5 separate regions of the Mus musculus genome follow, and regions 1, 2, 4 and 5 are each linked to region 3. The links are chromatin contacts, called in public HiChIP or PLAC-seq and promoter capture Hi-C maps. All regions are on one chromosome and are shown on one strand. Each heading gives the region's core, a stretch centred on a gene start, on an enhancer-like site or on the middle of the called end of the contact. The rest is flanking DNA. Distances are from core to core; before and after follow the strand shown. Region 1 holds the start of Rpl23a (ribosomal protein L23A). Region 2 holds the start of Spag5 (sperm associated antigen 5). Region 3 holds the start of Atad5 (ATPase family, AAA domain containing 5). Region 4 holds the start of Tmem97 (transmembrane protein 97). Region 5 holds the start of Supt6 (SPT6, histone chaperone and transcription elongation factor).

Region 1 (5,005 bases), core at 2,461-4,960, 1.9 Mb after region 3:
TCCCTCTTCTAGAATGTCTGAAGACAGCTACAGTGTAGTTACATATAATAAATCAATCAATCAAAAAAAAAAGTAATTAAGAACACTTGCTGCTGATCTTATAGAGATCAGGGTTTCTGCTCCGACCTGTACCCCGAGTTCCAGGGGTTTAGACACACTCTTCTCTCCTCCTGCACCAAGCATGCATGTGCTACACAGTTTCATGCAGGCAAAACACTCATACACATAAAATAATTTTAAATACTAGGGACTGTAGATCATGTAGTCATGTAGTAATGACTGCAGTCATTACTCAACAGTGTACAGTGCATGTGTGTTCTGAGAGAAGGCCCTTAGTTTATTTCCCAGCAGCCACATGTTGTCTTCTCCTGTTGAGCCTCCTCCCGTGGTTCAGGACCACCAGGAACTCCAGCTCCAGGGTATCCTAAACCTGGCTGCTGTGGTTACCTACATGTACACACATGCAGACACACATGCACATACATGCACACACATGCAGACAAACACGCACATACATGCACACACATACAGACACACATGCTCACACATACATTTAAAAAAGTAAAATCTTTTTGTTGTTGTTATTGACTTGGTTTTTCTCTGTGTAGCCCTGGCTGTCCTGGAACTTGCTTTGTAGACCAGGCTATCCTCGAACTCAGAAATCTGCCTGCCTCTGCCTCCCAAGTGCTGGGATTAAAGGCTTGTGCCACCACCACCCACTATTTTTTTTTTAAAGAATTATTTATTATATGTAAGTACACTGTAGCTGTCTTCAGACACTCCAAAAGAGTCAAATCTCATTACAGATGGTTGTGAGCCACTATGTGGTTGCTGGGATTTGAACGCAGGACCTTCAGAAGAGCAGTCAGTGCTCTTAACTGCTGAGCCATCTCTCTCGCCCCTCACAGCAGACTTTTTTGTTGCCACCAAATCACTGTGGTAACAACAGATCACTGTAGTGATAACTACATTGGACTCAGCTCTGCAACCTCAGTCTCCCACAGGTCAGATGGAGAAGGTGGAGAAAATCCTGTCCTAACATTGCACAGCTTCGCTTTATCTGCATCACTTAGGCAAACTGCAATCTGTTTGTATCTTGTTTATCTGTTTGTGGCAGCCTCACTATGTAGTGCTGGCTGGTCTGGAATTTACTGTGTACCACAGGCTGGCCTTGACTTTGTGTCAATCTTCTTGTCTCCTGAGTGCTGGGATTATAGGTGTGGCCTACAAAGGCCTTCTATCATTTATCTATCTATCTATCTATCTATCTATCTATCTATCTATCTATCTATCTTTTTGAGAGTGGTCTCACTACATATACCTGACTAACCTGTAATTTGCCATGTAGATCAGGCTGACCTTGAACTCACAGAGATCTGACTGCATTTATTTTCTCGTGCTGAGATTAAAGGTGTGTGTCACCACGCCAGGCTACAAATTGTATTTAAATTATTTTCAGACAGGCAGTGGTGGTGTACGCCTTTAATCCCAGCACTTTGGAGGCAGAGGCAGACAAATTTCTGCGTTCAAGGCCAGCCTGGTCTCAAAGTGAGTTCCAGGACAGCCAGGGCTACACAGAGAAACCCTGTCTCAAAAACAACAATAACAAAACAAAAAATATTTTCCCTGGTTTTTTTTCTTTTTTGGTTTTTCAAGACAGGGTTTCTCTGTATAGCCCTGGCTGTCCTGGACCTCACTTTGTAGATCAGACTGGCCTCAAACTCAGAAATCCACCTGCCTCTGCCTCTCCAGTGCTGGGATTAAAGGCGTGGGCTACCACGCCCGGCTTGGGTTTTGTTTTTGCTTGTTTGTTTTGTTTTTGGAACAGGATCTCTCTATGTAGCTTTGGCTGTCCTGGAACTTGCTATGTAGACCAACCTGGGCTTGAACTGCTGGGAATAAAGGTGTGTATAATCCACATCTGGCTTAAAAATCCTTTTTTTTTTTTTTTTCTTTTTTTGTTTTTTTCAAGACAGGGTTTCTCTGTATAGCCCTGGCTGTCCTGGAACTCACTCTGCAGTCTAGGCTGGCCTCGAATTCAGAAATCTGCCTGCCTCTGTTAAAAATCCTTTATAATAAGTTTGTGTACGGGTATGTGCACATAAGTACAGGTGTCCACAGAGATATGACTTCTGGGAATCCAACCAGGTCCTCTGAAAGAGAACTACATGATCTTTTTTTTTTTTTTTAAAGATTTATTTATTATTTTATGTAAGTACACTGTAGCTGTCTTCAGACACACCAGAAGAGGGAGTCAGATCTTGTTACGGATTGTTGTGAGCCACCATGTGGTTGCTGAGATTTGAACTCTGGACCTTCCGAAGAGCAGTCGGGTGCTCTTACCCACTGAGCCATCTCACCAGCCCGAACTACATGATCTTAAGTGTTGACCGTCCTTCTAGTCCTTCTAATCCCTTAAACTGTATTCTTCCCAGTTGGTACTGTTATAGGCTTCTGACACTGCAAACTTCTTCCCTAAGACTAGAAATTGCTCACGAACTGAAATTTTAAGGACCTTAACACAGCTACCAGATGCTATAACCACCCACTGTTTTAGACCTAGGGGAATAAACATTTTTCTTTTAAAAACTACAACTCAAGCCGGACGTGGTGGCGCACGCCTTTAATCCCAGCACTCGGGAGGCAGAGGCAGGCGGATTTCTGAGTTCGAGGCCAGCCTGGTCTACAAAATGAGCTCCAGGACAGTCAGAGCTATAAAGGGAAACCCTGTCTCAAAAAACAAACAAAAAACAAACAAACAAACCAACAAAAAAAACCTACAACTCAGGCCACGTAGTGTTGGCACAGGCCTTTTAATCCAAGCACTCAGCAGTCAGAAGTATGTAGATCTTGGTGAGTTCAAAGCCAGCCTCCTCTACAGAGTGAGTTCCAGGACAGCCAGAACTAGAGAAAGAGAAACCCTCTCTCGAAAAGAACAACTCAAAACGAAACAAAACAGAACAGAACAAAACCAAACCAAAACCTAGGGACCCTAGGGTAAGAACACTGGCTGATCTTCTGAAGGTCATTAGTTTAAATCCCAGCAATCACATGATAGCTCACCGGTAATGAGACCTGGCACCTTCTTCTGGAACAAATGAAGACAGCTACAGTGTACTTAAGTATAATAATAAATAAAATAAATCTTTGGACCAGAGAGCAAACGGGGCCGACTGGAGTGAGCAGAGTTCCCAAAAATTCAATTCATGCTGGGCAGTGGTGGCGCACGCCTTTAACCCCAGCACTCCGCAGGCAGAGGCAGAGGCAGGCAGATTTGAGTTTGAGGTCAGCCTGGTTTACAGAGTGAGTTCCAAGACAGCCAATCTACACAGAAAAACCTTGTCTCGAAAAACAAGAAAACAAACAACAAAAAAATTAATTCCTGACAATCACATGAAGACTCAACCATCTGTACAGCTACAGTGTACTCATATACATAAAGTAAATAAATCTTTAGAAAAAAACAAAAACAAAAAGCCAAAACCTACAATTCCCCCAGAGAAACCCTGTGTCGGAAAACCAAACTAAACCAAACCAAAAAACGCCACATTTCCCAAGAAGCCCTTTCAAAGGGAAAGGTGGCGCATGCTTGGTCTCCCACTCTAGGGAATTAAATGGAACTACAATTCCCAAGAAGCCTCATATTACAGTTCATCCAATCAGTGCTATATATAAGCTATCGCGAGACTTTTATGAGCCTCCATTCTATAAGCTCATGGGAATTGGGCTGGGCCATCCTTTTCAGCCAAGATGGCGCCGAAAGCGAAGAAGGAAGGTATGTTGCGGTATGGGAATCTGTCAGGTCGGTCTTGGATACCCGCAGAGCGAACTCGCGGGGAAGAAGAATGCCCGGCTAAGCCATGGGGGGCTTGTTCTGTGGCTACTGTCGCGACTAGGCCCCGCTGCGGGGTATGAGGACCGCGTGGGCCAAGCCGCATGGGCTGGTTCCAGTGCAGGGGATTGGCAAAGCCACCGGGCCGGCAGCGGCCGCCACTGATGGCCAAGCATTTGACTTTGGGAAGCTCCTTAACATCCACAGGGTGGCGCTCCGGGTCTCCAGACCTATAAGGGATTAAAAGTAGTCCTTATTCGCCCTTTCCCCACGTTAAATGGGGTTATACGCACCCACGTGATGGTACAACGGGTTAATTATCTTTGCCTGTGGTATCGTGCATATGATGGAAAAAATCTGAAGTCTCCTGAGACCTGTGATGTCTTCAAAGGAACCACTGATGCACATGCTGGCAGGACGGCCGGAAGGGGTCACTTTACGAATGCCACACTTAATTTTAATTGTCCTCTCCCAGCTCCTGCCCCTCCCAAAGCCGAAGCCAAAGCGAAGGCCTTGAAAGCTAAGAAGGCGGTGCTGAAAGGCGTCCACAGCCACAAAAAGAAGAAGATCCGAACGTCACCCACCTTCCGGCGGCCCAAGACCCTGCGGCTCCGGAGGCAGCCAAAATATCCTCGGAAGAGTGCGCCCAGGAGAAACAAGTCAGTAGGGACCCTGGACCCAGTAGCATGTAGTAGGGCATTAGGAGTTCTTAACGTAGCTTCCCTTATAAAACACAATTGTTGAAGGAGCTGGTGCGGTGGAAGTGTGAGGTTATTTAGTCAGTGTTTGAAAGTTGACTTCAAAGAGATGTTGCTTATCTTGGTTCCAAGTGATAGGGGACTTGTTGGAACACAGGAGAGTGTTGATTAAGATGTCCAATTGGGGAGTGATGGCCTTCGAATAGTGTTATGAAACACACTTTTTTTTTTAAGATTTATTTGTTTTTTTATTTACATGAGTACACTGCAGCAGTCTTCAGATACACTCACTAGAAGGGGGCATCGGATCCCACTACAGACATTTGTGAGCCACCGTGTGGTTGCTGGGAATTGAACTCAGGACCTCTGGAAGAACAGTCAGTGTTCTCAACAGATGAGCCATCTCTCCAGCCTGAAAGACACTTAATTGATCAAATTCTGACGCTACTCAAAGGAAGTTTGAGAGAATGCTTAC
Region 2 (5,030 bases), core at 1,140-3,639, 1.8 Mb after region 3:
CACAGTAATATCCAAACTCAGAAAAGTCAGAGTCCTTATTATCTCCTCTGAGGTAAGAAGTTAGCTAATCCTTGCTGGTTACTACACAGAACTACTAGTAGGAAAAGAAAGATAGGAAACCACTTTGGATCCTTATGCATCCCGTACATATAGGGGATGCAGCCCATAGTATAAACAGACTAAGCAAATCTATTTATGCCAATGGGAGACTCTACCTTGACTATGACCCTGCCACGTCCTTTTCTAATTCCAACCAACATCTTAAGAGATATGGTAGGGGCTGGAGAGATGGCTCAGCGGTTAAGAGCACTGACTGCTCTTCCAGAGGTCCTGAGTTCAAATCCCAGCAACCACATGGTGGCTCACAACCATCTGTAATGAGATCCGATGCCCCCTTCTGGTGTGACTGAAAACAGCTACAGTGTATTCGTATAGATAAAATAAATAGATAACTCTTAAGAGAGAAAGAGTGGGGGGTAGGAGAGACTGAACAGAGGATGGGAAATGTTTCAAGTGCTCTCAGAATCTAGAGTTACACCAGAATAACTCAGAGATCACTCCAGGAATGCCAGCTGGTGGTGGCACATACCTTTAATCCTAGCACTCAAGAGGCAGAGGCAGGTGGATCTCTGAGTGGCCAGCCTGGTCTTCAGAGTGAGTTCTGGGACAGCCAAGTCTACACTGAGAAACCCTGTCTCAAAAAAAACCAAAGCTGGGCTGGTGAGATGGCTCAGTGGGTAAGAGCACCCGACTGCTCTTCCAAAGGTCCGGAGTTCAAATCCCAGCAACCACATGGTGGCTCACAACCATCTGTAATGAGATCTGATTCCCTCTTCTGGAGTGTCTGAAGACAGCTACAGTGTATTTACATATAATAAATAAATAAATAAATAAATATTTTTTAAAAAACCAAAGCCAACCAAACAAACAAAAATCTTGAGTTACTAAAGACAGAATAAAGTTAATGAAATAGGATTGCGGGTATAGTTTAGTAGTAGTGTAGTATCCATCTAGCAAGCACAAAGACCTAGGTTTAATACCCAGCACCATAAAATAACAAAATCATGGTCAAAGAAAAAAAAAAGCAAACTTTCATATTTTGAAAGAATGGTAGGCTTCCTGGTTCTCCCTATAGGAAGAGGAAATGATAGCAATTTCTTCAGGACAATTTCCCAAGTAAGTTCTACAAAATGTCTTTAAAGAACCCAGTGGGTCAAACTCCTCTCTTGACAAGTTTTACAAAAGCAGTTTGTACTATTTCTCTTAAGTCATTTGACAAGTAATTAAAAAAAAATCTAAAACATTAAAAAAAAAATCTAAAAGTAGAAAAGAAGCTGAGTGGTGGTAGTGGTGGCTGGCACCCTTGATCTCCGAACTGGAGAGGCAGAGGTAGGCAGATCTCTGAGTTTCAGGCCAGCCTGGTCTACAGAAAGTGTTTCAGGACAGCCAGGTCTACACAAAGAAACTCTGTCTCAAAAAACAAAAACAAAAACAAACAAACAAAACCCAAAACAACAATAATAGTAACAGTAACAATAGAAAACCTTCTAACTAAAAGGTACAGCTCAATATAGGCAATTCTGCAAGGTAATAGTTTAAAGTATTGGATACAGGAAAATTCTAACTACCCCATAGGATAGATGGATATGGTTTCAACTCTTGGAGACAGATCTCTCCATAAATGTGCCAGTATTTCTCGGGAATTTGGTATAGGTCAAAAACAAGAAAAGAGGTAAAGAAAAAAAAAAATCGAACCCAGCTAAATAGAGGTGTGGGTTCTCAGTGGATTCGTTTTAACCACCCCAGGGCACCTCTCTGTTGGCCTGAATAGCTGTAAATGGATGTCACGGAAGTGGAAGACTTCATTATCGTTATTAATTACGTTCCAGCTTTGGCCCTCTGTTCCTCTGAGCATCTGAGCCTGGGCAAACAGCCCAGTTGTGAAGCTAAAAATCTCACCTTCAGCTCCAGCCTGCACAGGTATGGGGTCAGCGCGGAGATCATAGAGGGACCTTTCCCTGAATCGGCGAGGGCCTCGGGCTGTAGTTTAAGCTCTCGGAGAGGAGTACTCATAGCTGGCTTCCCCTGAGAGAGAAAGCGAGTGTGAGGAAAGCTGGTCTCGGCCTCCCGGAGTGTTTTCCCACAACCGCTAGGCCGGGGCGGACAATGCCTCCCGCTGCCCCACTTCGTCCGGAGCCGGACTTCACCGGCCTCGGCCCCGCCCGGCCCCGCCCAGGTAGCGCCCTGTCTGCCGGAGTTCTCTCCTCACCTTTTGGGGCGAAGGCGACAAACCGAGATTCAGTGTTTTCACCCTCCACATTTTCAACTCGATCACTTAACCAGACCAAGTCGAAATGGCCACTTTCACCCGCCGCCTCTATTTGAACCCAATACGCACTTCGGGATTGGCTGCGGGGCCGCGGTACGTATGGTGGGCGGGACCTGCGCGCGTCACGCCCCCACGAGCCGCTCAGCCTAACGCCTCCACTGAAGCACCCATCTGGCAGGCTGGTGTGTCTGTGGGCTGCTGGAGAGTCGTGGAGTCCTGTTTCAGTGGCTCCGTTCCCCCGGTTACCGAGTGAGCCGCACTTCCCCCAGGGTTGGGCTGTCCAGGCATAGGTGCCAGTTTCATAACGGCCAGAGGGAGTTCCTAAGTGCCCAATTTCGGCCTTCAGGTAACCGCCTCTTCAGAATTTCTGGGCCTTTCTTGTGTCTAACCTCGGAGCCTACTGTAACAAGATCACTAGAATAATAGTTGATATTTACTTTACTGTGCATTTATGGTGATCTGTTTCAAGTGCTTGCTATATTAATAACTAACTCTCTCACACACATACACACTCTCACACACACAAACAGCGTGTCCCACACCACCACTGCCTGGCCCTCAGCCTCTTGAATGATGAAATCACAGGCCAATTTAGAAGTGTTAATGTATGAAGAAAAAGAAGAGAACCAAAGAAGAGCTTTAATGTTAGAAACTGTAGGGTTCTGTCAGGGTATGCGCGCCCATCAGGAACTGTACTGGTCAGTAACTTTCTGCGGGCTGCATGTAGCTCTGAATTCTTCAAATGGGAATATAATACAGGTGTGAAATGCACATTGCATTTCAGACCTTGTATGGAAAAACTATTTTTTTAATGTTAATTGCATACTGAAATATTTTTAGATATGCTAGGTTAAATAAAATATATTAAAATTTCTTGTTTTAAACCTTTTGAACATGGGTGACAATTTTAAAATTATGTAAGGGGAAGAATGGGGCAATGACTCCATCTTAGAGCTTGTCAGGAAAGCTTGAGGGCCTGAATTTGGATCTCCAATACCCAATAAAAAGCCGGGCATGGTGGTGCACACTTTTAATCTCAACACTGAAGAGGCAGAAGCAGGTGGATCTCTGTGAGTTCGAGGCCAGGATGGTTTACACAGTGTGTACCAAGACAGCCAGGGCTACATAGATCCTGTTAAAAAAAAAAAGGGCTGGGTGCAGCAGTTTTTGCCTGTTCTCCTAACAACATGGGGGCTGAGGCAGAAATGAGAGGATCCCCTGGGGTTTGCTGCTCAGTTAGTCTAATGAATCAGTGAGTTCTGGGTTCAATAACAGAAAATGTCTTGAAAGATAAAGTCTAGAGTGATTGAAAAAAATATGTAATGTTGACCTCTGGTTCCACAAAGCCCTACACATGTGAGCAAGCAGGTAGACAGGTACATGAACATGTACAGACATATAAGTTATACTAACTTGTGTTTCATTTCTTCTTTGTGACAGGGTCTCTCTGTGTACTTGTTGCTACCCTGGAAATCAGATCAAGCTGGCCTTGAACTCATAAAGAGACCCACTGGCCCTCTACCTCCTGGGTACTAGGATTAAAATCATACATGTCTTTTTGTTTTGTTTTAAGCTAGTCTCTGGTGGTATAGATCGGGCTCCTTTCAGCTCTTCCTCTGCCTCCTGAGTGCATTCATTATACTTCTATTGAACACTGCTACTCTAGAGACAAACAGTACCAGTCTGTAGGCTTTAGAAAAACTGCTTGAATAAAAACAGGGGGAGACAAGATAGGTGGGTAGTGCCGAAGATAAGAGTCCCAGGGCCTAGAACATGCTAAGTTTGTGCTCTACCAAGCAACTGCTCTTCCAATAGAGTGATTTTTCCTTTTTTGAGGCAGGATCTCTCTTTAGCCTAGGCTGGCCTCAATTTTTCGGCAATCCTTCTGCCTCAGAGTCCTGAGAATGCTTTTGAGCTTGGAATTGTCCAAGGTTCAGCAAAAGGTACCCCAAGAGTATTTGTGGTCTGAGGTGGCCGTTCCTGGTTGCCAGCTACGTCTGGGATGAACTACAATCCAGAAATGGAGGGCACACCCATGATCCAGATCTTGAGGCTGGAAAATACAGGCTTCTGACCTGGATCTTGAGGCATAGTGGTCATGAAAACCTTGAGGCCCAGGCAAGGTAGTGTATAGTTTTAATCTCAGGAGACTAAAGCAAGCAGATCTCTGAATTCAAAGTCAGCCTGGGGCAAAGCAAGTTCCAGGTCCAGGCGTGGTGGTACACACCTTTAATCTGGGCCAAGTTGTCTGCTGGAGGCCTAAATAAGGACAATGGAAGAAGGGAAAGGCTTTGCAGCTTTACACTCACTTGCCAGGACATCTGGACCCTACTTACTTCTTCAGGATTCCAGCTTAGACAGAAGACCAGCTGAAACAACTAGCCTGGTGGGACTGAGCAACTGCTAGATATTGGGACTTCCCATTCACAGCTGCCCATTGTTGGGTTAGTTGGACAGCAGACTGTAAGTCATTACAATAAATTCCCTTTAAATATATAAAGACATTCCATAAGTTCTGTGACCCTAGAGAACCCTGACTAATACATGGTCCATCAAAAAGACCCAGCAAATAAATAGTGGATAGTGTCGGAAAAGTCCAGGCAGGTAAATAAAGGTTAGCAAAAGTTTGTATCACACAAACAATGTGTGTGGAATGCTTAGGCCTTGTGGTAGTTGGCATGTGAGATTCCAGCTGTGCTCA
Region 3 (4,639 bases), core at 947-3,446:
ATGAGAGCTCAAAGAAGTCTAAATAATATTATCTACTTATAAAGATCCTTAAACCTGGCCTAGAAATTCACTAAATTAAGCAAATATGTTGTGGTGATGGTTTGATTAAGAATGCCTACCATAGGCTCATATATTTGAATTATTGAATTTTGGGGGTTTTTTTGTTTGTTTGTTTGTTTGTTTTTGTTTTTGAGAAAGTTTCTCTATGTAGCTTTGGCTATCCTGGAACTCTCTCTAGATCAAGTTGGCCTCAAACTAAGAGATTCACCAGCCTTCTCTTCTCACAAGTTGTCCTCTGATCTTCACACATATGCTGATCCTGGCACATACAATAAATAAATAAATGTAACAAAATAATTTTAAAGGGTAAGAAGAATTTGTAAGGGGTAAAAATAACATTCAAAATAACTGGCAGGAATAATAAACGATATTGGGACAAATTTTGACCATTTAGATAAATGAGGTAAAATTAAATATGTTGAAATAATAAGTGAATTAAAAGTGAATTTATTATTATCATCTTTAAAGCTTTGAGATGGTATCAGAGGCACCACACAACAGACACTCAAGTAAGATCTAAGTTCAAGTACTAGACCTGACATCTACTGGTATGGAAATCTTAAGCAAATTAATTTTTAAAATATAACTTGGGGCTGGAGAAATGGCTCAGCGGTTAAGAGCACTGACTGCTCTTCCAGAGGTCCTGAGTTCAATTCTCAGCAACCACATGGTGGCTCACAACCATCTGTAATGAGATATGATGTCTTCTGGTGTGTCTGAAGACAGCTACAGTGTCCTCATTTAAATAAATCTTTTAAAAAAAAAAAAAACTCGATTAACGGGGTGTGAATGGTGCATTCCTGTGATCCCTGAATAAGCAGGCTGAGGTGAGTAGGTGATGAATTTGAGATGTGCTGTGCTACACAGTAAATAATATAAATATTCTGTAGCTGAAAAAGTTACTTAATTATAAAAATTAAGAATTAGAATTTAAGTGAATACACATCTTAGCTCACTTTAAGGGCACCAGAACACATCAGAAAGCTAGCCTGGTATATGGTGTATAAAAACCATAGCATCTCTGAAGAGGCACAAGCCTGTAATGATGACAGAAGAAAAAGTAGGTCAGAGATGTACTTTAAGATCCTAAAAACTACTTCTAAACGGCATAGAATATCTTTATAGTTGTTTAGTATATATTTCTCTTTCTTTCTCAGAAAGCAAGGGCTTCCTACATTAAGCACTGTCCTCTACTTAGTGTATTCTCTAAAACATGGTAAATATTAAGCACCTACATGTCACTGAGACTCTTAACTACATTACATTAAGCTCTGCGGTCACGGTAAGTTCCTTACTTGATCCATTTAAGTGACATTCTAAATGGAATTCCTAGGACAGGTATTAGTACGGGACTAGCTGAACTTAAAGCTTCATCTTCTTCGCCGTTCTGTGATCCCACATCATCATGAACAAAGAAAGTGACCCTGAAATCCTTGGTGACATGCTATTCCACCAACGTTTCAAGGACCCGGGAACTGTAGTTTTCAAATCCTGACTTAACAACCAGCCCGAAAATATCTTAAAATGCCAACGCTTTTGTGAGAGCTTTACACGGCACACTGAGGCAACTATCCCACACAAAATTATGACTGTGGGTCATCGTGTCCCTCCTTCCTCGTCCCAGAAGCACGCAGGACTCCCCCCATCCTCACGCCACAATTCCCCAACACTGGCAGAAAGGAACTTGACGGATCCTCACCTCAATCTCGTAGTCCTTCACAGGAAGGGGTGCTGCAGCCGCCGCCATGCTCAGGACCCCCACCATGATCTCTGCCTCCTAGAACCCGGGCTCCTAGGCCCTTCAGAGGTCCGGCCCAGCCTGGCTGGAGGCCATAGGGGCGGCAGGTCCAGTGGGAGCGAGCTGCGAGCCGGGGAGCCCGTCTCGGGTCTCGTAGAGACCACCGGCCGGACGCGAGTGAGAGGCTGGGCCCAGGGCCGCCGAGTCAGACTCAGACAGAGATGTACGGGAAGCCCGGGCTCAGGCCCCGAGGTGGCGGCGGGACAATACAAGGTGCCCCCGGGGCAGATTCTCCAGAATAAGCGCTCGAGCCCCACAGAACGCAGATCGGACTAGTGGGGCTTCGGCGGGAGTTCTGTCAATTGGGTTTTCCCGCCGTCCGGAGCGCAGGGGGCGGAGCCTACGACCGCTGTCGGAGGCTGCGCAGACGGTGAGCCGCGAAGGACAAACTACTTCCTTTGGCGAATCTGCGCGCGATTGTAGCAATTTTAGATTAGGAATCTAGTTGAATTTCAGAGATTCGCACTTCCATGTTAAAGTTTGACTTATTGAAGACGTGTTTTGTCTAAGATTACCTAATCATTTGGTGGCCGAATTAACTTAGACTTTAGCCGTTCTTTTTGTTTGTTTGTTTTTCAAGACAGAGTTTCTCTATGTAGCCCTGGCTGTCCTGGAACTCACTCTGTAGACCAGGCTGGCCTCCAAGTGCCGGGATTAAAGGCGTGTGCCACCACTACCCGGCGACTTTAGCTATTCTTAAAATTATATTTTTGAAGCCAGGAAGTGGTGGTGCACTTGGACGGCAGAGCAGCAGATATCTTTAAGTTTGAGGCCAGACTACGTAGAAAGTTCCATTTCAGCCGAGAGACTCTGTCGTTATATAGATAGATATGTAGATAGACTGACTGACAGAAAGACAGACAGACAGAAGATAAAAAGAGATAGAGGAGCCAGGCAACGGAGGCACACTCACACCATTAATTCCAGCACTCTGGAGTTAGCAGAAACAGGCAGACCAGCAGTTTGAGGCCAGCCTGGTATACAGAGAGAAATCCAGGACAGCCAAGGCTACACAGAGAAACCCTATCACGAAAAATCTAAAAAAGGAAGAAAAGAGGCAGCCAAAAGACACCTCATGTTGATCTCTGTACTCTGCATGTATGTATGTACATCTGCACTAACCCACAGGAACATATTATACACATCACACACACAAATATATTTTTTCTTGTTTGTTTGTTTGTTTGTTTGTTTGTTTTTGAGACAGGGTTTCTCTGTATAGCCCTGGCTGTCCTGGAACTCACTTTGTAGATCAAACTCAGAAATTCACCTGCCTCTGCCTCCCAAGTGCTGGGATTAAAGGCGTGCGCCACCACTGCCTGGTGTGTATATATTGGAGGCCAGAAGAGAACATGGAACTGGAATTACAGGCAGTTTTGAGCTACCATTGTGGATGCTGGAAACCAAACCAAGGTCTTCTGCAAGAGCAACAAAGCCCTTTACAACTGAGTCATCTCTCAGGCCTCAGAAAGCATGGGCTGGGCTACTGAGCTACACACCCAGCCCACAATTAACCATTATAAACAGTCTTTGTAAAACCCAGTCACAGTGGTTAAAGATTTAACTGCTGCTGGGGCAGTGGTGGCACATGCCTTAGTCCCAGCACTTGTGAGGCAGAGGCAGGTGGATTTCTGAGTTTGTGGCCAGCCTGGTCCACAGAGTGAGTTCCAGGACAGCCAGGGCTACACAGAGAAACCCTGTCTCAAAAAAAAAATCAAAACAAAAAACAAACAAACAAAAAAGAGCGTAGACTGCACCTGCAGAGGACCTGAGTCTGGTTGCCAGCACCTAAGTCAGGTAGGTCACAACAGTCCTTAGTTCCAGCTCCAGGAGATCTGATGCCGTGTTCTGGACTTCACAGGTATTCACTCACACACACCCACATACCCACAGACAGACACACAACTGCACACATAATTTAAAAATAAATAAAAATAAGAACAAGTAAGTGGACTGTCAATGTTGTTGGAGTGCCACAGAGGATCAGAGAGCTTGCAGCACAATCACGAAAACATCCCAGCCCCGTGGAACACACTGGGCATTGTGTGTATGGCTGGAATGCCAGCTCTGAGACCAGCAGAGATAGGAGGACAACGGGGCCCGGCCTCCAGCCTAACTGGGAAACCATGAGCCCAGGTTCATGGCTACTCACAACCATAGGTAACTTCAGGCCCAGGGGATCTGATGCCCTCTTTTGGCTTCCATAGGCACAAAAACTCTGAATGAATGGGGTACAGAAACATACATGCATGCAAAATATTCATATACATAGCACACATATATACACACACACATACATACACACACACACACACACATATACCAGGGGCTAATCGGATATAGTAGCACACACCTATAATCACAGCACTTAGGAAGTAGAGGTGAAAGGTCAGCAGTTCAAGATTATTCTTCACTGCACAGTATGTTTGAGGCCAGCCTCAGCCCCACGAAACTCTATCTCAAAAAACAAAAACAACTTAAAAAGCAAATAACAAAAAAAAAAAAAAAAACTGTCCCTGGAACCTCTGCACACCTGCTTTGCCTCAGTCAAAATTCTGTGCTTTAAACTTAAGGTTTCTGAGCTTCCATTGTACCTGATGCATTATGTTCCACATTTCCACTTAGTCTGTGCTGTCAGGGCTGGACTGTGAGAGCAAGCAGAGCGCCCCCTGCTGGTTTCGTTCTTAGTTGCTCTCTAAACATTTTGTGTCTGAGTGTGTGCTGTGTGTGCTTGTACACAGCCACATGATCCAGCCTTTCACGTAAGCACTTTGACATTTT
Region 4 (4,681 bases), core at 1,420-3,919, 1.5 Mb after region 3:
CTGCCTTTGTATCTTTCTGACACGCTGGCTCACAGTGCAGATGCCTCTGTTCTTTTAGGTCTGTGAAGCCCCTCATATAATTCATATCACAGCCTTATAGTTTTCATAGTTTCAAAATTATATAATTTTTGATCTCATGTTTTCAGAGTTCTTTTCCACAGCCTTAGGACTGTCCTGAAGGTCACAGCCTTACCATTTTTACTAAGGACATAGACTTACCCTCACACTGAGTCACACAGACTTATAGTCTCTGATTATCATGGAATCATTAACCTTGGTAGAAAGGACATTCACCAATAACCTTGGCAGGGAGAGTATTTCTCCAAAGAGCAATATGAAGATTTTATATATATATATATATATATATATATATATATATATATATGAACAAGCCTCACACCCAACAACTGTCAATACTCATGGAGGCCACATTCTGCTGGCTCTGCTCCAGGGGCAGGAAACCATGTCATACTGTCCCTTCCTAGGCCATTCAGGACTCAGCAGAGCCAGCCTGATCTACAGAGTTCCAGGACAGCCAGGATTACACAGAGAAATCCTGTCTTGAAAAACTAATGGGGAAAATAAAATAAAGGAAGGAAAGAAGGAAGGGAGGGAGGGAGGGAAAGGAGGAGGGATTTGGAGTATGTCTAAAAAGTTTTGGACACTGAACACTTGTCCTTTGTCCCTGAGCTCCTGAGCAAGCCACCTGCAAGCAGACCTATGTTTTCAAATGGCATCTACTCAGACTTTGCCCCTGCTGTGCTGCTGTGTCTCTCTCCACCCTGCTCACTGCTCTCCTCACCCTCAGCAGTCACCTCAGAAACTGGCACCTGGCTTTGTCTAGGGCTTAGCTTACCACAGCTGTTTGATTTCCCACATTCCTTGAAACCAGGTCACCTGCCTCCCAGCTCTCCAAGGCCACATCTGAAGGTAATGCCTGGCTCTGCCCTCACCCACCTTCCTCTGTTGTTTCCTTAGTGCACTGGGTTCTCTGGGCATTGACCACATCTCTAGAGATCCTCCCACTAGAGCATTGCAGCCAGGCCTGGAAGGCAGAATATCCTGACACCAGAAATCTTACAGTACACCCCCAAACTCCTGGCCCACTGACATGCTCAGCAGGGCCTAAGTCATTTACCTCTCTACTTTCTAGTTATCAGTGCCTGTTGCCTCATCTGTCCCTGTCGTCCTTGGGTCCCACAGTCTATTATGTCAACCACTTGTCCACCTTCTTCGGCTCACCTTTATCTTCCTGACCACCCTCTCCCTGATGCATCCAAAATGCTTTCCTGAGCAGACCCAACACTGAGAGCCATCTACCTCAGCAACGCCAACCCCTCTGTCTTAGTACTATGGTAGCTACCACTGGGCACACAGACTACCCTACCTAACCCTAATTTTTGCTTTCCCTTAGCTATACTTTCCTTCACTTCTCTGGGCAGAAACTTCAAACCCATTTAGACATCCCAGTCTCCTTTGCTGAAATGGGCACACTGGAGCAAGCATGGTGCCTATGACTTTAATTCCAGCACTTGGAAGGCAGAGGCAGGGTGAATCTCTGTGAGGTTCAGGCTAGCCTTGTCTACACAGCCAGTCACAGGGTTACATAGTGAGAGGCTGTCTCAAAAAGTGAATACAAAAGAAAGAGAAGGACACGTGGGGTCCATTTCTCTACCTCTTCCCGACCAGTTGTCTACACTCTGTCTCCATTTCCCTACCTCCCAATACACTGCTCTCCAGCCATAGGACTTCTCATTGGTACTGGTGGACAGCACTCAGTGTCAACCGTGACACAGCTACTCCATTCTTCCCTGTGACCATCATTCGCTTGGTCATCTCCTCCCATGACCCTTATGATTCTGTAGGATCTCTTAATGCCCTTCGCTCTCTAACCTTCAAATGCTCTCACAAATCTAAACCAAGTTCATCCAACTGCCCGCCTGCCTGCTCAAGGTCTCTTTGGTTGGTTGGTTTGGTCTGAGACAGGCTCTATGTATCCCTAGCTTGCCTGTAGACCAGGCTGGCCTAGACCTTACAGATTTCTGTCCACACCCGGCCCTTTGGGGCTCTGGTTCAAATGGTGCAAGAGATGGAAGTCGGGCCTTCTTGAGTGCTAAGTAAATGCTCTATACTTAGCAGTACCCAAGCCCTAACCCTGCTCAGTGTATACAAAGCACAAACTTAATTTCCTTTCCCTTGAACCCAAGTCCTGTGTTCCCTATTCTCATCGAATGGCAGCCCCCATCTTGTCCCAGGCCTATCAGGGTCCATCATATAAAATCATTATTTGTGGGCTGAGCAGTGATTTTGGAGCCAGCAGGAAAGTCCGGCTCGCAGCGCTCCTAAACTGCCACTGCGGGTTCTGGTTTTACTGGCCCGGGGTCCCAATACGGAACAGAACCCAGCGAATAAAACACTCGTGGCACAGGGAAGACCAGCGCACGCAGCCCGAGGCTGCACACGCGCACCCGCCGACGTGGACCGCTCAGAGCCACGCCCCCTCACGCGGTACTCCCAGCAGCCAATGGAAACAACAGGTAGGCCATCATTCAAACTATAGCCCCGCTATATGGGCGGGCCACGAGGGCCTCCACCCACTCACGAGCCGCTTCTGTTTTTCCCCTTCGACCAATAGGTACGGCCTGTGTGAGCCGGGGGCGGGACGGCACAGCTCGGGCGCGGGGCTTCTAACCACGTAGCAGGCTTCTATCACCGGCTTGCCAGTCGTAGCCCAACGGACAGGAGGGAACATGGGGGCCCTGGCAGCTAGGCGCTGTGTCGAGTGGCTCTTGGGCCTCTACTTCGTCTCGCACATCCCCATCACGCTGTTCATCGACCTGCAGGCGGTGCTGCCGCCCGAACTATACCCGCAGGAGGTGAGGCTCAGGGGTCCCCACGTGGCCGTCCTGATTTCTGTTGGCTCCGTGCCTGACTTCGGCCCCAGCCGGCTGTCCCCAGCCGTTGACCACCGCTTTGTTTTTTTCAGAGCGGAACTGAGGGTGCAACCCAATGGTAGGGCGCATGCCTAGGAGGTCCTGGGTTTGAGCCCCATGTACTCGCCAATCCTTTGCAAAACCTTTGCCTGGGTGTGTTTCGCTCCCATGGTTTTAACTACGGCAGTTGGCTGAGGGAAGTTGCCTGGGTGAACCAGTGTCTGTCACGTGTTGAATCTATTGCGTTTGGATGGACTTTAAAAGTCCAGTGTAAGCCGAGAAAGAAAAAAAAGTCCTGCGTAGTAGAATAAAATGACTGAAGGGTTAGCCCTTGGTTAGTGCTCGTGGCATTCATACACTCCTTCTGGGTCTGGATCTAGCTTGAGGAGCAGTTGAGGAAATGTCGCTTTTCCAAGTCAGTTTTGAATTGTTTGAAGATGAGCTACCGTTCCCTGCGCTTTGGAGAGCATTCTTTGACCCGATTTTAAGGTCAAGATTAAGCATGCCTCTCCAATCTACTGACGGACTTATCCACCTAAATGTTTGAAATGGCTGAAATGCTCTTTAAATGTTTCTTCTTTGCAGGGCAGTTCTTAATCTTAAATCCGTAAATTCTCAATGGTGGCTGCAAAATGACATGTGCCTTGTGTTCTCTGAGAGGACATGACACAGGAATTGTCACCTACTCAACAAAGTTAAGGAGTGACACCATCAGCAGTGTCACCCCCCACTCCCTTAAGTCTTTTTGGTTTGTTTGTGGAACCACGGGATTGCAAAGACCTTTGATCTACAGGGGAAACCCGTAGGTAGCATGTGGCAAGAGCACCGGTCTGTGGTGCTGCTTTCCCAAGGACTGGCTGCCTGTGGACATGTTGAGGGCCCTATGGATCCTACTTTTTTTTCCCCTTAAAATAATAGTTCATTTGAATCCATTGCAAGAGGACCTCAGGCCAGGCTGTAACTGACATGTAGCTACAGCTTTAGATTGTAAACTCAAAAGATTGTGGGATTGAGGCTGTGGCTCCGTAGTAAAAACATTGGCCAGCATGCACGAGGCCCTGGATTCAAATCCCAGCACCAAAACCAGTGTGTTATCAAGTTAAGTTGATTTGTTTCACTCCTCTAAGACATTGTCACAAACGCAGTGGCTTACTTTACCCCCAACGTTATGCTTAAGCTGCTCGGAGGTTAGAAATTTAGAATGTTCGGTCTCAGGCTCAAAGGTAGACTACACTCCTTGCCTCTTCCAGGTGGCTGGGTTTGCAGAGCTGCGGATCACACTCAGGCCGCACAGTCTACCCACTGACCTTTCTTTGGCTGTGGCCCTTTCACTGCAATCTCTGCAGGTCATCCGTCATATTGCCACTTCATCTGTATTCACATCTCTCTCTGCCTTTTATAAGGTCACTTGTAATTCACGAGGGCCCACCATGTAACCCAGGAAAACCTCCCCTTTGAACATCCTTCTGTACACCTGTGGTCCTATTGGACATGGATTAGGACATGATACCTTTGAGTGCTGTCAGCCTGCTGCCACGGAAGGGCCTGACAACTACAAAGAGGCCATCAAAACTTTGCACTAGCTATAGCCATGAAGAAGGGGAGTCACTGTTTCTTTGGGGTTTGGTAGCAGTGGAGATAAAACCCAGGGCTTTGCATACTGAGCTACCCATAGCCCTTGTTTTTCCTTTGGTATTGTGTTTGAGGTTTGTTTTTGTTGTTTGGTTGGGTTGGGTTTGGTTTGTTTA
Region 5 (4,489 bases), core at 1,232-3,731, 1.8 Mb after region 3:
TACTCCCCAGCCTCATGGTCGTTCACCTGTGACCTGAGCCTCATCAGCCCCACTCTGCTCCACCTGTGTTCTCATGGCCACTCCTGGTCCCTCCATATCTTCTTTTCTTCTTCCTCCCCCAACCCCTTCTCACTCCTCTGTGGGACCCCATGACTGGGACGGGAAGTCCTGCCTTCCCTCTCTCCTCTGCTCAGTCATTGGCTGAATCAGCTCTTTATTAACCAATCAGAGGTGACGGATAACAATTTTTGCATAACACTGAAACTGGAAGTGCTTAACCTGGCCAACTTCTGGACTGCAGTTAAAGAGAAGCATAGAAATTAGCATCTGAATAGATGATGCACAAACCCATCCCCCAAGAGGGCTAATCCAAGTTCTTCGTTTAAATGATTTTGATTTTTTGATTTTTATTTTTTTATCGAGACAGGGTTTCTCTGTGTAGTCCTAGCTGTCTTGGAACTCACTCTGTAGACCAGGCTGACCTGAAATTCAAAGAGATCCACCTGCCTCTGCTTCCTAAGTGTTGGGATTAAAGGAATGGCCCACCACCACCCGACTGCTAATTTGGATTTTTGTTTGTTGAGGCAGTGTCTCACTGTGTAGCACTGGCTGGTCTGAAATTCTCTAGGTAGAGTGGCTGTCTTCAGAGATCCTGCCTCTCTCTGCCTCCAGAATATTAAGACTAAATGCCTCCTGCTCTACCACCACCGCCCAGCCTAACTCCATTTTTATTTAGTAGAGCCAGAGCAGGAAACATTAAATTAAAACGTAGTAAAACTGCCGGGCAGTGGTGGCGCATGCCTTTAATCCCAGCACTTGGGAGGCAGCAGCAGGCGGATTTCTGAGTTCGAGGCCAGCCTGGTCTACAAAGTGAGTTCCAGGACAGCCAGGGCTACACAGAGAAACCCTGTCTCGAGAAAAAGAAAAAAAAAAAAAAAAAGAATGTAGTAAGCCTGAGTAGGTGTTTACTGAATGAGGTGGTTAGGAATGTAAAGACTACATACTCCCTGGACTAAACTGGTAAGACAGGTTCTGAGAGTTGTGAACAGACTAACCATCTTAGAAGGTCACTTCCTTTCTAGCAAATAGCATCATCAATCATTCAAATTATATCACAAGTACACCTCCTGTCGAACTTCATGACTTTATTTCCTCCAGTGTGGGGGCAGAAGCTTTCCGTATGCTCGGCAAATACTCTAACACTGAAGTAATTACCAGCCTTTGAACTTCTGTTGTTTTGAGACAGCCCCCACTATATAGGCTAGGCTGATCTTGAAGTTACAATCCTGCTTCAACCTTTTGAGTGCTACAATTACAGACCTAGGCCACCACGCCTGCCCATTAGTCTTGTTTTATTGTTTGATTCACTACTGTATTTCCTGTATCTAGAACAATACGAGACACACTAAAAGTGCTCTTTAAATCTAGGCCAAATGAATGAGCCCACGAATAAGTGAGTATTTTAATTGCACATGATAAAAAACAGACTTTCCTCTGCAATGTCTGTCAATGCTTAAATTCTTTACAAGAAAGTTATTGCTAAGTTAGAGTGTCAAAAAATATGAGCTAAAAATAGGTGACATTTAAAATCTGAGATTCAGCTTATGTTGTCTTGCTCTAAATGCTCCTCTCTCCAGCACAAAATAGTGGCAGCCCATGGAATCTGAAAGATTTTGAACCTGCACAGATTTGGATTAAACCCTGTCTCCATCATTCACTAGCTGGCTTTGAGCAATATCTCTAGGTCTATTTACTCACCTAAGAAAATAACTTTAGTATCTGTCCTCAATACAATGTTAAAAACCGGAAAGTATATATGTAACACGTTTGGCCCACAGCTCATCAAACAGAAACTAACATTAGGACTAAGTTTCCTTGGCAACTCGTCGTCCTCTTCAAGAAATAGGGCACGGCTAACTTTCCCAGACCACGCCCTCAGACTCCGAGGCCCCGCCCCTTCTAGGCTCACCCGGCCTAGGCAGCCCACCCAGAGCGGTGAGTCCCCCTCTGTACCTGACCCATAGCGCACGTCGTGAGAATGCAGTCGGACATTGTGGCGTGTATTGAGTAGCTTCACCACGGAGCCGCAAGTAACGACAGCCATGTTGGACGCTCCCACAGCGCTCCACAAACCACCCAACAACAGAAGCGACAAGACAGCCATCCTAGATCCGAGAGAACTAATCATCCAAGAAAATTAGGCCCGTCCCCGGAACCGGAAGCCGAGGGTAGAACTACGCCAAGATGGAAGAGAAGACTCCTTAACCTGAATCTTTATGGTTCCTTTGGCGAGAGCGGCTTAAAGAACACGCTGGCCCGGGAGGCCTTCGGGACCTCACTTTGTACTGGGTGCTCTGTGGCGGCTGCGTTCCTTAGGCGTTCGCGGACTCGGAACCAAAGCCCTAGACGCCGGAGGGGAAAAGACAGCAGGAAATGACCCTCCCACTCCCAGTGACAGAGAGCCGGAGGTGACGTACTACGTTAACGCAGCAGCGGCGACGGTGGTGGTGGTGGTGGCGGCGGCTGCGGAGGGCCCTTGCGGTGGGTCCGGACTATCCTTTTGCAGTCTCTGATCGGCGACTCCATTTTCTTCGGTGGGAGCTTAGCGTAGCGGAGAAGCAGCGGCCTTCAAGCAGGTAACGCTCAGCCTGGAGAGTGTGTTGCGTGTGTGGGTGCGCAGGTGGCGAGCCAGACTCCTGGGGCCTGGTCCCGTAAGGGAAGAAGCTTTGGGGTGCCCCACTGCGGGAAGGAAGGGGGCCCTGGCTTTCCCTGATCTGCCAGGGGGGAAAAGGACAGGAAAGTACCGTGATTGCTCAGAGTCTCCAGCCCTTTCTCCACGCGGTACCACCCGGAACCTGTGACCTGGGGTTACCTCTTGAATCAACAGGCTTTCTGGGATCCCATCTTCTCCGCGGCGTCTGGAATCTGGGCCACGCAAAAAATTGGGACTAGAAGAGAGACCTAAGGGTTTCTTTACTTGGCATCAGGTGATCGGATTAATTAGTCCGGCGTTTGGGTCCTGCTGAGCTTTCGAGAGTTCAGCCATGAGGCGGGTGTACTGTGCTGAATGTTAGCTCTTTACAAAATGTTGAGTAATTATACGGTTTTTTTTCCACATATGGGCAAGTCCCTTAATCCTTTCTAAAGATGCGAGTTTATACTTAAGTACCTGGAGCCTTCCATCTTGTATAATTCATTTCCTCGAACACTTGCCAAAGACCTATCATAAATATTAGAATTGGTTGTTAAATCAGAAATGTGTATTGTTTGACATCAGGTACTCGAGTATCTTAAGTAAAGCAGTTCCTCTGTATTACAGAAAGAATCGATTTCTGTTTTCCTTTAGGAGGCGGGTCTCCTGTAATAATTACATGAAAAGACACGGTAATACAAAGGTCATAGGGTAATTTGTTTTTCATCCCGCCCCACTCCATTCCCGCTGCTCCCCTTCTTCAGAATCCTCCATTACTTATTACTTTCATTAATTTGTGTGTGTGTGTGTGTGTGTGTGTGTATGCCTCAATTAGTTAATTTATGGTGGTTTACAAGTACATGGGTGAAGAAGTATTCAGAGAAGCCTGGGCTACAACCCTAAAGAAAATGTTCCCCTCCCCCAGCAACCATGAATTACTATCGATCCTTAGGGTTGGTGGGATCTCATGATGAGCCCCTCCCCCCTAGCAACCGTTAACTGCCCATAAACCTGTAGGAAGGGAGGAGCCTGGTCCCCCTCCCCAGCATTGAAGTATGCTACAATGTGTGGAAGTCGTTGAATTTAATTAATTTTGGGGAGAAAAAGTTTAGTTCTATTGTTGAACACTCACAGTTTGTGAGTCTTCAGTGTTTTAGTTACAAAACAATTATAGCAACAATGGAGAAGCTGAGCCAGGAGGATCATGGAATTTACGTTTTGGTTGCATTTGTAGACCCTGTCTCAAAAACAGCTCTCCCTTCAACCACGAGTTTAGAGCCCCTCTCCATGCCTAGTGTCCCACCACTACAGGCTTATTTTATTTGGTTGGCTTGTGTGACTATTAGATTAGACTAGATTAGATTGGTAAAGTATTTTTTGTTGTTTTTATTTTTTTCAAGACAGGGTTTCTCTGTATAGCCCTGGCTGTCCTGAAACTGACTCTGTAGACCAGGCTGGCCTCGAACTCAGAAATCCGCCTGCCTCTGCCTCCCAAGTGCTGGGATTAAAGGCATGCACCACCACTGCCTAGCTTAGACTGGCAAAGAATTAACACTCTCCAAATGAACTTAATCTTACTTACCAAGTGATATATCAAGCCAGAAAGTAGAACAGTCCTAAAATCCAATCAAAGCTTATTTACTCCCTCTAGTTCTTTTTTTGGTTTTTGAAGACAGAATCACTCTTTCTAGTTGTCCTTGAATCCACAGAGATCTGCTTCCTGAGTACTGGGGACTAAAGGCTTGTGCCACCACCATCCAGCAATATTCTTGTTCCTAATAAATGTAATCACCATCT

The links. Promoter capture Hi-C pulls out the DNA fragments that hold promoters and counts their contacts. HiChIP or PLAC-seq counts read pairs in DNA pulled down with a chosen protein or histone mark.
Region 1: a promoter capture Hi-C map of pre-B cells shows a contact between it and region 3, with 2.4 times the contacts expected there. The contact joins the promoter of Rpl23a here to the promoter of Atad5 in region 3. A contact is called at or near these places in 3 of 39 promoter capture datasets (the C10 cell line, embryonic stem cells and pre-B cells) and 1 of 484 Hi-C or Micro-C datasets (B cells).
Region 2: a contact with region 3 is called in a promoter capture Hi-C map of the C10 cell line, with 4 times the contacts expected there. The contact joins the promoter of Spag5 here to the promoter of Atad5 in region 3. A contact is called at or near these places in 4 of 39 promoter capture datasets (the C10 cell line, cranial neural crest, maxillary cranial neural crest and 1 more) and 1 of 115 datasets of contacts at active chromatin or transcription factors (large pre-B cells).
Region 4: a promoter capture Hi-C map of liver shows a contact between it and region 3, with 2.7 times the contacts expected there. The contact joins the promoter of Tmem97 here to the promoter of Atad5 in region 3.
Region 5: a contact with region 3 is called in an H3K27ac HiChIP or PLAC-seq map of thymic regulatory T cells, with 6 times the contacts expected there. The contact joins the promoter of Supt6 here to the promoter of Atad5 in region 3. A contact is called at or near these places in 2 of 39 promoter capture datasets (the C10 cell line and embryonic stem cells) and 1 of 115 datasets of contacts at active chromatin or transcription factors (thymic regulatory T cells).

Annotation. Positions count from the first base shown.
Region 1 is chr11:78,182,289-78,187,293 of GRCm38.p6, reverse strand. It overlaps Rpl23a (ribosomal protein L23A), which reads left to right and starts at 3,710. Exons shown (of 5, transcript NM_207523.2): 1 at 3,710-3,775; 2 at 4,308-4,491. The coding sequence starts at 3,751. Snord42b (small nucleolar RNA, C/D box 42B) reads left to right here and starts at 4,181; the gene lies at 4,181-4,235.
Region 2 is chr11:78,298,950-78,303,979 of GRCm38.p6, reverse strand. It overlaps Spag5 (sperm associated antigen 5), which reads right to left and starts at 2,389. Exons shown (of 24, transcript NM_017407.3): 1 at 2,270-2,389; 2 at 1,960-2,085. The coding sequence starts at 2,320. It overlaps Gm3948 (predicted gene 3948), which reads left to right and starts at 2,469. Exons shown (of 4, transcript NR_166889.1): 1 at 2,469-2,675; 2 at 3,770-3,858.
Region 3 is chr11:80,086,957-80,091,595 of GRCm38.p6, reverse strand. It overlaps Atad5 (ATPase family, AAA domain containing 5), which reads right to left and starts at 2,196. Exons shown (of 23, transcript NM_001029856.2): 1 at 1,760-2,196. The coding sequence starts at 1,825.
Region 4 is chr11:78,548,723-78,553,403 of GRCm38.p6, reverse strand. Tmem97 (transmembrane protein 97) reads left to right here and starts at 2,669. Exons shown (of 3, transcript NM_133706.2): 1 at 2,669-2,876. The coding sequence starts at 2,751.
Region 5 is chr11:78,243,695-78,248,183 of GRCm38.p6, reverse strand. Supt6 (SPT6, histone chaperone and transcription elongation factor) reads left to right here and starts at 2,481. Exons shown (of 37, transcript NM_009297.2): 1 at 2,481-2,636. It overlaps Sdf2 (stromal cell derived factor 2), which reads right to left and starts at 2,438. Exons shown (of 3, transcript NM_009143.3): 1 at 2,014-2,438. The coding sequence starts at 2,188.